Linked DNA regions of Rattus norvegicus: region 1 is linked to region 2. Evidence: chromatin contacts called from public Hi-C data. All regions are on one chromosome and are shown on one strand. Each heading gives the region's core, a stretch centred on a gene start, on an enhancer-like site or on the middle of the called end of the contact. The rest is flanking DNA. Distances are from core to core; before and after follow the strand shown.

What was found. A called contact is a pair of places that touch in the nucleus more often than the background predicts.
Region 1: a contact with region 2 is called in a Hi-C map of the A7r5 cell line, with 4 times the contacts expected there. The contact joins the enhancer-like site here to the promoter of Ahsp in region 2. A contact is called at or near these places in 7 of 12 Hi-C or Micro-C datasets (the A7r5 cell line, the Rat2 cell line, Schwann cells and 4 more).

The regions. Positions count from the first base shown.
Region 1 is chr1:192,346,758-192,354,359 of GRCr8, forward strand. No RefSeq gene overlaps it. Among named protein-coding and RNA genes, the nearest start is that of Ahsp, 36 kb to the left of the region's middle. Within about 2 kb of position 4,089, at least 8 of the 93 cell types and tissues checked have an H3K27ac peak or open chromatin away from gene starts, as enhancers often do. A contact at or near this core is called in the A7r5 cell line, where this site is marked.
Region 2 is chr1:192,312,457-192,320,260 of GRCr8, forward strand. It overlaps Ahsp (alpha hemoglobin stabilizing protein), which reads left to right and starts at 2,514. Exons shown (of 3, transcript NM_001106299.1): 1 at 2,514-2,642; 2 at 2,831-2,905; 3 at 3,134-3,486. The coding sequence starts at 2,831. The coding sequence ends at 3,367.

The sequences.
Region 1 (7,602 bases), core at 2,839-5,338, 36 kb after region 2:
GGCCTGTGGCTGCAAAGAGTCAAATGGTCGAGCCCTCATCTCTGCCACAGGAAGAACCACCAGAAGCCTCAAGCTTTGTTCTGTGTTCTCTTGAGGACTGCGGTGTGGACCTCCTCACCCACAGCATCTCAGTCTGGCCACCTTGCCCTGACTCCTCTAACGGCTTAGATTCAGGCTACTGCAGGACCTGACCTGAGAGCTTTGCAGGCAACAGCAAGGAAACTGGTTTCCCTCCATCTTGGCAGCCTTGCCCTTGAGGTCCAGAAGGTCACCTATCTAACTGCCCCATGTCCTGGATCTAATCCTGAGGCCCAGACCTGTACCATCCTTACACGCCTCCCTACCCCAACCCCCACCCTGGGCACAATCTCTGGGCAGTCCCCCACCTTCCCTCCAGTCCTCCAGGCACCTGAGCCTCCCAGTCGTTCCAGCTCACCTGAGTGCTTCACCTCCAGAGAAGCTACTCTGCCTTCTCCCACCCCACCCACACCTCCAGTCAGGCTGACGTGCACCTGGTGCTTGAGAACTGGTAACACTGTAGGCGGGTGTTTTGTTCTATCTGTATATAGTATCTTAGGAGTAGACAAATGTTGAGTTAATCGTCAAACTTTTTTCTTCTTTTTTCTATTTTTCGGAGCTGGGGACCGAACCCAGGGCCTTGCACTTGCTAGGCAAGAGCTCTACCACTGAGCTAAATCCCCAACCCCAATAGTCAAACTTTTAAATGAAGAGATTTCACATTAAAACCCCGATTTTCTGGTGCTCCTTGTGGAAAGTGGAAGTCTTGACTAGCTGTCATTCCCACCTGGCAGGAGCTGATGAACAAGCAGCCCAGCCTCAATTTTCAACCCGCCTCTCACCTCTCACCCTTGTCATCCTCGGTAATGCTAGCAATCTTCCAGCACTGCGGGCTCCAGGGCTGCATCAGCAGGCTTAGCAAAGGCAAGGCCATGGATCTTTTGTTTCTTGGGATGAGACAACATAGCCCCATTCTTTACATCTAGAGAATATTAGCCCGGGGCTGAAGAGACAGCTCAGCAGGTAAAGTGTTTCTCACACAAGCCTGGTGACCTGCATTCGGTTCCTGGAGCCTATGTGTGAGGCAGAGGGACAAATTCAGTTCCATAAAGCTGCCCTCTAACCTCCCCCCACGAGCTGTGGCACGTACACTCACACATAACAACAAGCAAACGTTTTAAAACAAAATAAAAACACCAAAGAGAACCCCAGATGTGGGTACCAACCTGAGCCACTGATTGGGCACCCCAGGGTGACTGAAGGTGTGGCTTAGTTTTTACAAGGATGAGCCTACCCTGCTGCCACCTATATGGGGAGGAAGCCCCTCCTGACCGAGTTCTAGGAGGTGACACCGCAGAGGCTAAAGGGACACTTGGAGGAACCATAGCACAGATGTCCCTTTGTCCTTCTGGCCTCTGGGCAGATGGAGAGGCCCAAGAGTATGGCCTCATGGGACTCTCTTATCACAGCTGCTCACCAAAGACTCAAAGCAGAAGCTCGGCTGCTGGGAGGAAGGGGCTGCTGGGGTCGAGTCACATCATCTTTGGGAACTTAAACTTTAAGTGCCTGGAGGCTGGGACTTCTTGTACCCTCCCTTCATTCCAAATGTGAGAAGCTACAAAGAAAACCATAGCCCTTTGCTCCCCGAATCCTTGCTGACTACCCGGCGTGTGCCCCATGCAGTGCCTAAGTCAGCCATGCCTGCTGGCTTCCTGAGGTACCGAAGACTGCCCACTCCCCCTTCCTATACTGGCCACTCTGTGGCAGTGCCGCAGATCTCAATGTCAGGAAAGACAGGTGGGGCCTGAGTTCTAGAGATACACATTGGTTGTCCAAACTTGGCTATTCTCTCAGGTGTGCAGGACCTGGACAAATCCCCACTAACCTTCTGTTTCCTCATCTGCCAATGAAGCCCAGGACACATCCCCTCCTTGAACCTGCCACAGACACTTTAGAGTGAAATGAGACCTGAATGGAAACTATCATGAACACTGAGGACTACCACACGTGGTTCCACTTAACTTGAGTATCTACTGTCTAGGTTAATAAAGATTCAGCTTGAAGATGCCCTCTGGGTCTGTATCGCCCAGGCTCACAGTCAGAGGCCCAAAAGAGCACCACCCAGCAAGACCTGCTGGTGCCTGTGTGTCTTCAAAGTCCCAGCAGATTGAGAACCATTGGCCACGGCTGGGGATGGAACCATACAATGACCGTGGAAGCTACAGGAGCATGGGGGTGGGGACTGCCTTGTTGCAGCTCTTGAAGGTTGGCAGATACGGTACCAACGGCTTCCTAAACCTCTGCTCAGCCACTGAAGGATGAGAGCCTGCAGCAGACCCAGGATGGTGGTGGTGGTGGGTATTGACACCATAGCAATTGGCAAATAATATGAATCAGAGAGCTCCAAAACTCCCTCTTCAGGTCCTTAACCATTTCTTAGCATAGCTCCAAGGATGTGAGGAACAGCCCCTGCATCTTGGGCATCCTCTTGTATGGATCCTTGATCATCAGGGTAAGAGGCAGCAGAGGATTTGGGGAGCCAGGACTCCCTGGTGGTTCTGAACAGTGTCCATGTCCACCAGAGAAGCCGCATCATGGAGCCGACCAGAGAATGCTTTCTGACAAGAGGGAGGTTGAGTCAGGAAGTTCTGCATGGCCGGGCTGCTTAGTTGGTTGACTGCGTCTCTAGCATGCATGGTTCGGCCCCCAGCACCACGGGAACTGGGTGTTCTGGTACACGACTAAAATCTCTGCACTTAGGATGTGGAAGCAAAGTGTCAGAAATTCAAAATCATCCTCAATTTGCCTGAAAGGCAAGCCTGGACGACACAAGACCTTCTCTCCAAAGAGGGCGGGGCAGACGAGGAGACAGCTCGTCCAGTAGCCCAGTGCTTGCGTTGCTAGCATGAGGACCTAAGTTCAAAACCCCATACCCACAGAAAACTGGGTGTGTTGATGTGAACTTGTAATCCCTGCACCGAGAAGGCAGACACAGGGGGATCCCTGGGCTCCCTGGCCAGCCAGTCACACCTAAATGAGAGCTCCAAACCAATGAGAGACCCTGCCTCAGTGAAGGTGGATAGTATTCCTAAGGATGACACCCAAACTTGTCCCTTAGCTCCTACACAAACACAAACACACACACACACACACACACACACACACACACACACACACACTCAGTCAGAGAGAGACAAAGAGACAGACACACAGGGACACAGAGAGAGACAAGGAGACAGACACACAGAGACACAGAAAGATAGACACAGAGAGAGAGAGAGAGAGAGAGAGACAGAGAAATACACAGAGAGAGAGACACAGAGACACAGATAAGCACACACCAAAACATACAGAGAGAAACACACACGCTCACTCAGGGACAGACAGAGAGACAGACACACTGAGACAGAAAGATAGTCAGACACACAGAGACAGAGAAATACACACACACACACACACACACACATACACAGAGAGAGAGAGAGACAGAGAGAGAGAGAGAGACAGAGAGAGAGAGAGAGACAGACAAGCACACAAAGGAACATACAAAGTGAGAGAAACACACACAGAGCCAGAGAGAGACGGGAGGGGGAGAGAGACAGAGACAGAGACAGAGATACAGAAAGATAGACAGAACAGACAGACACAGAGAGAGAGGGAGGGAGGGAGGGAGGAAGGGAGGGGAGAGAGAGAGAGAGAGAGAGAGAGAGAGAGAGAGAGAGAGAACTAATCTGATACCCAGGCCCCAAACTTGGGCCCCAGGATTTTTCAAACTTCACATAACTCTAAGATGTCGCTAGGATTGAGAGCCACTGCTATACAGCAAAGGCCACCATCTGGGAGTTTGTTATTTGGTTGTTTTTAAGTTTGTTGGGAGCTATGGAATGGCCACTGCTCTATCTAGAGTAACAGCAAGGGCAAACAGTGGTTTCTTGGTCAGTGCCCCATGTTGTAGATGAGTTGAGCATCCAGTCTGAGATTTTCAAAGGACCAGACCCATACCAGAACCATAGCCCTTTGGGCTATCTGTTGCTATGGTGATGGGATGAGATCATGCATGACACAGGATGTATTTCTCAGTCTCTCCACAGGCTCCAGGCTCTGTGCCAGGCCCCAGGGGACACATGGTGAATAGGACACTGGGTTATTTCTATCATCGAAGTCTCAGCTGAAAAATCCAAGTGTCAGCAAACACCCCTTAAATAGAAGTGGGATTAGGAGTCACAGAGAAAGAACAGGAGACTGGAGGAGAAGGTGAAGGAGCAGAGACATCCCCAGGGTACTGGCTGGGCAGGGCTGGAAAAAGAACTTCTAGGTCGCCGGGTGGTGTATGGAAGGAAACATCTCTGGTCACTGATGCACCTAGCTATCCAGGACTGGCCTGGCTTTAGCACTAAAAGTCTTATGCCTGGAACAAAAAGGCACAGTTGATCACCCTTGTGATGACAATGATGCCCCAGCAGGTTTAAGAGCCCCTCAGATTGCTAAAACCTGTGGTTTCTAAGAGAATTCTGTTGTATTTGGATATTTCTATTATTCATTATTTTTCAGAGCTATATACTGGTGATAAGGACTTGTCATGAGTCCCACGTGTCCCAAACCATGGGGCCACAGAGAAATGAGAGTCAGGGTCCATCCTCTAAGCTACAGAGATGAGGGAGCCTTATCCACCCTCGCTGGGTGCTAACATGGCCACCAGATTGTGACACCTTCATGAGGCCCCACAGATTTGCTGGGACATGTGATTTGATGGAAGTCACCTCTTTACATAGCTCTTTGGGTCCCCCTGAATCTCTCTGGAATGCAGCTGCTGGTTCCTGGGTGGTGTTTGCTAGTGGACTGGACTGAGAACAATGAATGTTGGACTCGCCCCCAAAGAACCACTTCTAAACAGATCCACTTCCCCGTGTCCTAATAACTTTTCCACCACCTCTGGTGGGTGCTGGGCTAGAGAAGAGGTTGAACCCTTATTAAAGTAGATTGAGAAAAATGTTTGCAACATTTGTTTGTCATGCAAACAGGAGGATCTAAGTTTAATTCCTAGAACCTCTGTGGAAAAGCTGGGCAGATGAAGTCGTCCATTTATAACCCTCATGATAAGGAGGCAGAGACAGATGGGTTCTCTGAGCAAGGTTTACCTTAGAGTTCATTGGCCAGCCAGACTAGCCTATTTGGTTAGCTACAGGCCAGTGAGTGAGAAATCCTGTCTCACAAAACAAGGTAAATAGCACTGACGACTGGCATCCAAAGTTGACCTCTGACCCCCAAAAGCACGTACATTGTGGATATACCCTTGTCCACACCAGCACACACCTGATTACACGATAAAGTGTCTATCAGTCTTTGGTACATGGGAAGCATTTCAGGCGAGCTCCTGACAAGCACTCGTTAAAGTCAGAGTGAGTTAAATCAATAAGCATTTGCTGTCTCACCACTCTGGAGACTGCAGCTTTGGGGGAAAGGCAGTGGAGGTCATGGAGAGAGCAGCAGTTCTGCAGCTTCAGGTGTTAGAAGGTTCTGAAGTACGGAGGAGGAGGCCTGGGTTGGTGGTCTTCATAAGCCAGGAAGCTGTCTCCTTCCCTGGGAAGACTGTGCCTGGCCAGGTGGAGGCCTTGGAAAGGGACATCTAGACTGAGGCAGAGGGGTCCCCTTCTTCTGGGAATTCTCACCATGGGGCTGGAGGAGGGGCCAGATCTTCCACCCCAGACCACGCTCTTGGAATTCAGGCTCAAGAAGGCTCAGGGAACGCTTCATTCAAGCGTTTTTGTTTTTTGTTTTCTTCTCTTGTGAGCTTATGAGGAAGTGCAAGCCCCAAACAGCCCTTTCCTCTGACCCTCCTAGGCTTGACAGTGAAGGCTCTATGAGTTGGAGCGAGGAAAGGGGGATCAACAAGAGAAAAGCATGCACCAGAGGATGATGGGTACCTCGCCCTGCACGCAGGAGCAAATCAGATGAATATCTCAGAGTTTGGCCAAATTCCATCCAAGCATCCTCACCAGAGAATTGACAAAACAGAGGGAGGCACTTCGAGCTGTGAGAAAACAAGACAAACGGGCAAATGAATGCAGGACAGGGCTGCTGGGCAAACGAATGCAGGTCGGGGCTGCTGGGCATTGCCCATCCATGCAACTCCTCAGATGCCATCCTGCAGGTTCTAAAGATGTCCCTCATAAACTGGAGAAGAGACATTTTTACAAACCCCATCCTGCAGCAAAATAGAGGTTGCACTTACAAACCTAACCCTGTTTTTAGTGGAAACACAGAGGGTTGTGTTGGACCTGCTTCTCCATTGCCTTTGAGCTCCAGCTGACCCTCATGCCACCCTCAGGCGGCCCTTATCACTGTGGCATGAGCCTTTTCTTCCACCACCTCAAGAGTTTGCCCAGAAAGCAAGTTAATAATAATCTTCTCATAGAATGACAGGAACTGGATATTAAGCTCGACCGTAAGATATTCAGAAACACAAATGTGTTTCTCTGAAAAAAAAAAAACTTCTCACACTGCATAGTGATGGGGGCTTTAAGTGACAGGGAGAAACCATGGACTCACTCACCTGCCCCGTGTGCCAGGCCCTGCCACAGTTTTTAACAACCAACAGTGATTTCATTTGGCCGGCCTTGTCCTGGGCTGGGTCACGTTCTCTCTTTCCTGTTGCTTGCTGATCCCTGGCTGGAAGGTGGAGGAAAGGGGGTAGCCTTTGCTTAGCATTGTTACATAAGGATCAGTTCTGAGCAGAGGATCCTGGGAAGTGGCACTCTTCATTCAGCATCCTCTGAGATAGATGCTCTCAGGTACCTCTGGTCCCTATACCAATGGTATAGAACTTTCGTGCCATTAGCAGCATCCTCCCATATGTATTAAATCCTCTCTGTCATGTCACCACACACATCAGAATGGTGCACATCAGAATGGCTGTGCTCTTTCGTTCATTGATTAGGGAAAGCAAGAAAAAAAAAGTCTGAACGTATTTAGGACAAACATAATTTTCAAATATTTTCACTCAGAACTATAGATGGTCTGCTGTCTTGTTGCATTTAAAAAGGTCCCCTGGGGCCAGGTGTGGTCATCCTGGACCTTTGGGAGCCGGAGTTGTCTAAGCTGTGTGGCAAGACCCTATCTTAAAGAAAACTAAAGTTTGCTTCCTAAGTTTGCATTCAGGCCCCTGGCTTATCAAAGCCTTGCTTTCTGGGAAATGTGGGACAGGAAGAAATTGCTCACTCACTTGTTGCCAAGAGGGAAATCTGAAAGAGGTATTGGAAATGTGGGCGGGTGAGGAACTTCCAGGGATTCCTCTGGGAAGAACGCCCTAACCCAGACCCTTCTGAAGGTGTCAGGATCTTGGATTCCATCAGAGGACAAAGACAGCTTAATGGAAAAACAACATCCAGCTGACAATGCAGCTAAGTGCTTGAAAAGTGGCCTGGGGCCACTCCCAGAAGAGGGCCAGTCTTAAGAGGAGTTGAGGTTTGACCTAAGGCCTCCATCCCCCAGCTGCTTCCTCAGCCTCCAAGAGGAACACACTTATTACAGATCCACCAGAGGGAGCCCGTTCCTGCCTCTTGCTGAGTAGTGGTCCATGATGTA
Region 2 (7,804 bases), core at 1,264-3,763:
GTTATTAGTTTAAGAGGGAAACAGTACAGGTTGGGTGGAAATCCTGGCAATTACCAGGGGGAGAGAAGGAGGAAAATCATGCCTTTTAAATTAGGCACAGGGTGGAAGTAGACAGCCTGTTAAGGAAGGGTAAAAGCTCTACCAAGAATGGAAGTGGGCTAGAACGAAGGAAGGAGCCCAAACCCATCCAGTCAATCACTGTGTGGTTGTTCAGAGGTCACATAATGACCTCTCCAAATACGTAACACAAATGGCCCCCTGACATCCGTTCCCACCCCTTGAGAGCATGCCCTCCACAATGGTCTCTCTGGCCACTGCTCACTCTCATCCCTGTCACTATGCACTAAACTCTATTCTCTACACTACACCGTGTGTGTCTCACCTGAATTCATTTACTAGAGAACACAAGGGCGGGAGCACGGAAGGGAAACCAGGTCGAGATGCAGTAAGGAGATCATCTTTGCCTTCATTGTGTCTCTGTGTCCTTGGCCACCTTAATCCTTGGTTCAGACCATCTCTGCCCAACTCTGCACGAAGATATCTTAATTATTATTTTTTTTTTTTTTGGAGCCGGGGACCGAACCCAGGGCCACTGAGCTAAATCCCCAACCCTGATATATTAATTATTAAAAAAAAAAACTATTTCGGCTAGAACAAGGTTGATTTGACTTAACCTTGCTTAGCTCTCTTCCCTTCCAAGGCCAAAGACATCAAAACTAAGAGGAACTAAACCAAACAGGGCCACTGGAATGGCCAGGAAAACACCAGTCTTTAGGAGGTTGTTTTTAAAATGTCTTCAGCTGTCAGCTCCTTGTGTGTGTCTCTGCCCTCCTCTCTTTAGAGCCTTTCCTAGCACCTGCCAGTTTTTGTTGGCATTGGCCACTTTGTTTCCTTGGCTTTCTGGCTTTCCAAGCAAGCTCTTTTCTTCACCCCAGTACTGGTCCCCAAGTGGTTGGCCTTTTCAAGTAGTAAGGAGACAGCTTGGTTCACTAACACCCTGAGAAGTACTTCTCTGCCCTTCAGCTCTCCCCAAATTAGGATGTTATCTCAACGGTGTCAGAAGACAGCATAAGCAAGGGAGGTTCTTGAGTTTCTTCTCCTGGGAGAGCTCTGTGGAGTTAGAGTCCACACCAAAGGGTCTCTCTCCCTTTAAGCTTACCCCCTTTTTCTTTGGCCCCATTCTACTTCCCAACAAGTTTAAGGAACTGGCCCTAAGGTAGAAATTTACCAAAAGCACCTTCTTTTTTCTTTAAATTAGAAATGAAACATGGTTGTTCCTTAGCCTGGAATTCTTGACCGCATTCTTGGCACTCTGCCCCTACCCCATTTGATTCCAGTTAACAGCTTCATTCTGTAAACTTCCTGATTCCAGAGGACGGCTGGCTCCATCACAAACTTTGACTAGGAGTCCCCTTCCAACCCAAGCCACACAGAGTCTGTCTAAGGCTGAGATAAACTAGCACTTTTCTGAAAATTTGTATTTCCAGGAAGAATGTAAAATTCCAAGCCAGTTTCTGTGAATGAATTCACCCAGGAAACTTACTTGAAGTGTAGGTTTGTAACTGTGAGATCTTGGTAAAGTTAATTGTTTCTCTGGCATTCAGTTTTCTATCTGATAAATGGAAACAATACTACTATACCAGAGAGAGTTCAGGTGAGAGCTAAACAGATCTTACATGTAGCAGCCTAAGTCAGATTTGGCAAATGATAGATACTATTGTTATGATAATACTATTTTATATATTTATTTATGTGTGTTAGAAAGACACACACACACACAGAGAGAGAGAGAGAGAGAGAGAGAGAGATGCATACATACCATGGTGTACATATGGATGTCAAAGGATAGCATATGTGGGGCCTAGAAATTGAATTCAGGTCATCAATGTTGTCAGCAATTACCACTGAGCCATCCTTCCAGCCTAGCATATAACTATTTTATTTGCGCATTATTTGGAGACAGTGGCAAGTATTCAAAGATTCCTTTGCTCCACTGGAGTGAGGACATAATTTCATTGAAAAAGCTCCATTATGAATGTATCCTCCACCTTCTGAAAGGATGTTTTTATAATGATAAATACTTAATACACTCTTGGAGAAGTGTCTGGCATGCAAGAATACATGGATCGTAAACTTCTTTTATGAGAACAAGGTCTTATTTGGATACAGTCTGGGACTGGCCTTTGACTTGAGTCTCCTTCCTTTGCCTCCTTAATGTGAGCTCGTAACCTGGCTTCTAAACTGTTATTAATATAGCAGCCATGGATTGGAGAAACAACGCCATTACATTTTGTACGGTGCAAAATCGCCTAATGTTGGCTTTTTTTTTTTTTTAGAATTTTGAGACTGGTTATAGGGTTGTCAGAGAAACAGCAAGCACTTTCCTGGTTTGTTTCTTGCATTTTCTATCTTCGTTTATCTATTTTTTCCCCCATGGTTCTCTCTATCTTTCTAACTCCAGGGAAGCCTCACCACCCACCTTCTCCACCCTGGGAGGACATATCTCACTCCCTCAGGACCTCAAGGCAGGGCGTTGCCTTCTTACGCTAACTCCTGACTCTGCCTCCATCTAGCTTAGTGCAGAGGACACACAAACCCTGAAGAGTGTGTGTGAAGCAGGTTCAGCACCGTGGGACTTGAAGGTGAGCCCGAGTTGGTGAAAGTGTAACTTCAGAGCAGGGCAGGACTTGACAGGTTTAGGGAAAGGGGTGCCCTCTTGGATATGAGGGATGTCTAACAGGGACGATGGGGGTCGTATGGCGTGCTGAAAGAGCGGAGGGTATTCAGGAGTGAGGGAAAAGGATAACGCTCACCTTTCTTTCCCTGGCAGATGGCCCCTTTTCAGAGCAATAAGGATCTGATCTCTACAGGAATAAAGGAGTTTAATGTTCTGCTGGATCAGCAGGTAAGCCTGTGCACTTTATTTCAAGGACAGAGATGGAGAGTATGTGTTGGGAGGGCAGAGAAGGCTCATTTGAAACCGTAAGGGCAATGGTGGCATCGATCCAAGAAACGGGGAATGCAAATCCATATCAAAGAGGATGTGAGCATCCATGAGACCATCCTGGCGCTCTGTATCTCTGAGTGCATCCTCTCTTGCCGACTCTCTCCCTTCTCCCCTCCCCTCCCCCAGGTCTTTGATGACCCTCTCATGCCTGAAGAAGACATGAAAACTGTGGTTAATGACTGGGTGAACTTGTACATCAACTATTACAAGAAGCACGTGCTTGGGGAGCAGCAGGAGCAAGACGGAGCTCTGAAAGAGCTTCAGCAAGAGCTGAGTACTTTGGGCAGCCAGTTTCTAGCCAAATACAGGATCATTCTGAAGTCCAAAGAGACCCCTAGCAGTAAACCGCCTTCCTCATAGCCTAAAGGCTCAGGGCACCCATCATGCCTTAGAACCCCAAACTCTTGGCTCTGTGTTTTCTTCAGACCATTCTCCCATGATGTCGTTGTATTTTGACATGCCAATAAAGACTGATACTAATTTGTTGACTCCTGGCTCTTTTCTCCTCCATCCCTGGATATGGGAGCATTTGATCCCTTTTCCTTAATTAAGCACCTTTTAAAATTTATTTTGGAGATTTAGTGCAGTACAAGAAAGGTTGGCAGCTTTGTGGGAAAAAAAAACTGGATAATGCTAGAATAAGATGTATGTTCAGCCAGTCCTTCCTCTAAAGAGGAAGTTCTAGGGTGAGGAAGGTAGAAGGAAAAAGACAGCAAATAGATGTCCTCGAGCTCTTGACTTTTTTGCTCAACAAGAAGCCACTTGCTATATACGACAAGCACATCACAGTGAGTACAAAACTGCCTGCTTTCCGTTGTAATCATGCACACACACACACACACACACACACACACACACACACACACACACACACACAGAGCGAGCGAGCAAGAAAGAGAGAGAGAGAGAGAGAGATGATAGCATGATAGCATTCTCTGAAAGCAATTCCAAATGCTGTCACTGCATCCTGATACCGACTCAGACTAAACTCAACCAGCAAGCCAGCAGAGCACCAAAGGATTCACATTTGCTCTGACTTTTAAAAGGTAAGAGGTAAGAGGGCAGCTTCTAGGCCAAGCAGGGCGCCTCCTTCCCAAGTCCTTGTCATTGTTCTCTGAGCGTGCTAGGAATGCATCGCCAGCCTTCAGAATGTGAAGCCCACTCCTTCTCTGCTTCCTCTGCTGAAATCTGGAAGCTGTGAACTGTCAAACGCTCTGCAGTTTCCTCTGTGGCTCTGACAGAACTTCCCTCTCTGGAATGGTCAGGACAGGATGAGCAAGGGCTGACTGGGGTGCTAGGGAGGTTGATAAAAACCTGTCAAAGAAACTTGAAGTGGAGGCTCCCACCTGTTCAAAGGAGGAAGGAAAGGGGAATGGGAGAATTGTGAAATGGGGTGACCGGGAGGAGGGAAGCAGTGAGCAGGATGTAAAGTGAATAAGTAAAAAAAATTTTTTTAATTTAAAAACAAAACAAGGTTGGGGATTTAGCTCAGGGGTAGAGCGCTTGCCTAGCAAGCACAAGGCCCTGGGTTCGGTCCCCAGCTCCAAAAAAAAAAAAAAAAAAAAAAGAAAAAAAAATCAATCAATACAACTTTCGGGGTTGGGGATTTGGCTCAGTGGTAGAGCGCTTGCCTAGGAAGCACAAGGCCCTGGGTTTGGTCCCCTGCCCCAGGGGGGGGGGGAAAAAGAAAGTGGTTCTTCAGATCTTGGGGGATTTCTTCTCCCTGGCCCTGCTGCACTAGGCTTCTCAGAGCACATACTCCCGCCCCCACCCCCACAGAGTAGAGCTTGCTTTGATTTGGCTGTAATTTGTGGTCAGTGGGATTAACAGTATTAGTTATACATATCGATGAGATTCACCTTTCCTGGCCTGCATTCAGTTTCTAACAGGAAAAAGAGAAGCAAGGAACAGAATAGAATTTCCTAGCATAATGGACGTCAGGGAACACATAGTTGTAGAAATAACAGAGTGCAGTGCTTCAGATGCCAATAAACAATAACGAATATCACGTTTTAAGTGTTTCTCCTTTGTCTCATGGCTTCGCATCCTTGTGACCAGTCCTCCAATGCTCCTGCTGACTCTGAGAGCAGCTTAGTCATTAATAATAACAATAATAATAATAATAGCCCAAATCAGCCAGTTCCTTTTCTTAGCTATAAGAACAATTCCATGCGTTTTACAATTCTGAGCACGGGAAAAGTAAACACCCATCGGACAGTGTGTCAGGCTGTATGTATTCTATTACCCTTTTATTAAATAATACATTCCAGTTTTTCTATTAAAAAGTACAGATGGGGGGTTGGGGATTTAGCTCAGTGGTAGAGTGCTTGCCTAGGAAGCGCAAGGCCCTGAGTTCGGTCCCCAGCTCCGAAAAAAAGAACAAAAAAAAAAAAAAAAAGTACAGATGGATCCACTTGGAATTTTGTATCACAATCAAAGGCAGATAAATAAACTCAAATGTGAGACAACCTATGTATGTCCACCTTGTCTTCTGTACTTACCAACAGTGGGGAGTTGGATATTATTTTATTTTCTTAGCCAGCACATTTTCCAGAGTGTAAACAACAGAGACCTGAAGGGTTTTCTATCAGCCAGTTTTCCAACAGTAAAGACATTAACTTTCCTTCCCAACCACCCCTAGGCATTGCAAAGGAAAGAGAGGCAGAGAAGCCTGCTGGAACAAACACAGCCAGGCATCAAGAAGAATTAAAAAATAAAAAGGAATAATGCATAAAGTAACTACCCTAACTCAACAAAATAAAAAAGATACAAATACTTAAAGGCTTTGAAAAGGGTTTTGAAACACTGCAAGGACTCTAAAAAAAATAATAGCAAACCAGGGAAAAGAAATACACCAAAAAAAAAAAAAAAAAAAAGGAAAGAAAAAAATAAAGAAAAAAAAGTGTGATGTTTAGGAACTCAAGTCTCTAAAAAAATGAAAAGTAATAAAAACTCTTATTTGTACATTGCCCTTCCCTTGGTTTCAGTACCACCCCAAGGTCATTTTCTGTCTACAAAGTTACTAAACACAGTCCTGCAGGGAACCGCTCAGTAGGGTCCTCTGTGTGTCTCCACCAGATGCTGTGGGATAATTGATAACTGATGCTTCCAGTTCCCTTTCTCTAATAAAACAGATTTAATTATATTGTTACAGAAATAACACGCCACCTCAAGGAGAAATGCCTCCACACAGTTAGAAACGAAGGAAAACTCTTTACGGAAGCACCTGGTGCATTGGGGCCAATGCCCAGATAAGAGTCAACTTCCAAAAGAGGATTTCATTAGCTCATATATGTCTTAGGCTTATGCGTTCCACATATGCTGTCACCCTTAAATCTCTTTTGAGTCTGGCCCCAGGTTACACTCTCAACAATTTAAACAGAGACAGGAGACTGCAAGTCTGGCCACTTAGACAAATGGAAGATTTACACAGCAAAGGTATTCTGTGTTGCCAGAATTATTTTAGGTACTAGTGTTATTTTCCGATGGTTGCTACCCAGGTTCATCTTCCCCACTTGGCAGAGCTATGCTCTTCTAGATAAGAACACAGGGGACTTAACCGCAAATGAAGACTATTGATGCTTGTGGCCTCCCTGCTACCCCAATGAACTGCCCATCAGGGGGTGTGAGTCTTTGGTATGGGAATAGAACCTAATAGTGGACAATCCAGGTGAATAAACTTTTACATCCCAGGACCCTAAATTTCCCTTATCTCTAACAGGCCTGGTTACTTACCCTTGGGGTGTTCTGGAGGCAGAGCCCCTTCAGCTAAATTCCACTTGTGTGACTTAAGCAAATCAAATAAAGGTGTCCTTTATAACATCAGTTTTTATTGTTTTGAGTTTCTTCAGCATCAAGCTTAGGTTCTAAAAGTTGGTAAGGTGGGAAATCCAAGGGAATGATACTGATTGCTACATTGTTCTCCTGAAGGCAGGTTAAGCACACAGTTTGAGTACACAGTAGCCGGGCAGGCTTAGGGGACTTCCCGGTGTATTATTAACTCTGGCTGTGAGGTCTTACAAAAGCTTTTGTCTGTTGAAATGTAAGCACTGTTTCCAGAGTAAGACATTATCACAGCTACGGAACAACAGAAGCATCCACACTGATTTTCAAACTCAACCATTGCCCCTTCCTGAAGAAATTCCATGCCCACCTGTCCTTTGATTTTACCACGTGATTTAATTTGATTACATTTTATCTGGAAGCCAGCAAGCCCTACTGATTGTCCTACCATTTTTACCTCAGGTCTGCTGACACAGTCTCACTGCCTGGCCCAGGACTTCCCCCGAGTGCCTCCATGAAAGCAGTGAGCATCTCAAAAGTATTTTAAATTATTTATTATTGTTGCCATTTATTACTAATAATCAGCTTTTGGCTCTCTAACCTTTATTTTTTATTTATTTATTTTTTATTGGAGCAGGAAGAAAAGGAGACAGGCCTGACAGGATCTCTCTTGCCCTCTTCCTAACGTAGCCAGGTTGGATGAATCCTTTCCTACCTCTCACCTACCACCCCTCGGCCCCTTCCTACTTCCTGCCCTGTCCAGCCCCTGCAGTCCCTGTTTCTTTTAGTTTTGCACGCTTATGTATTGGTGCACTATGCATTCATTTCTCTGAGTGAGGGGCTCCCTCTGTATTCCTGCTAGTCACCAGCCAGCCATCCCAAATCTAATTAGTAGCTGTTGCCTCAGATGAACACGAGGTGGCAAACGCTCCCCTTAACTTGGGAAGGAAGGTGCGGGAGCACAGCTAGCCGTTTACGTCACCAAATCTCTTTCCTTTTTGTTTTTCTTCCTTT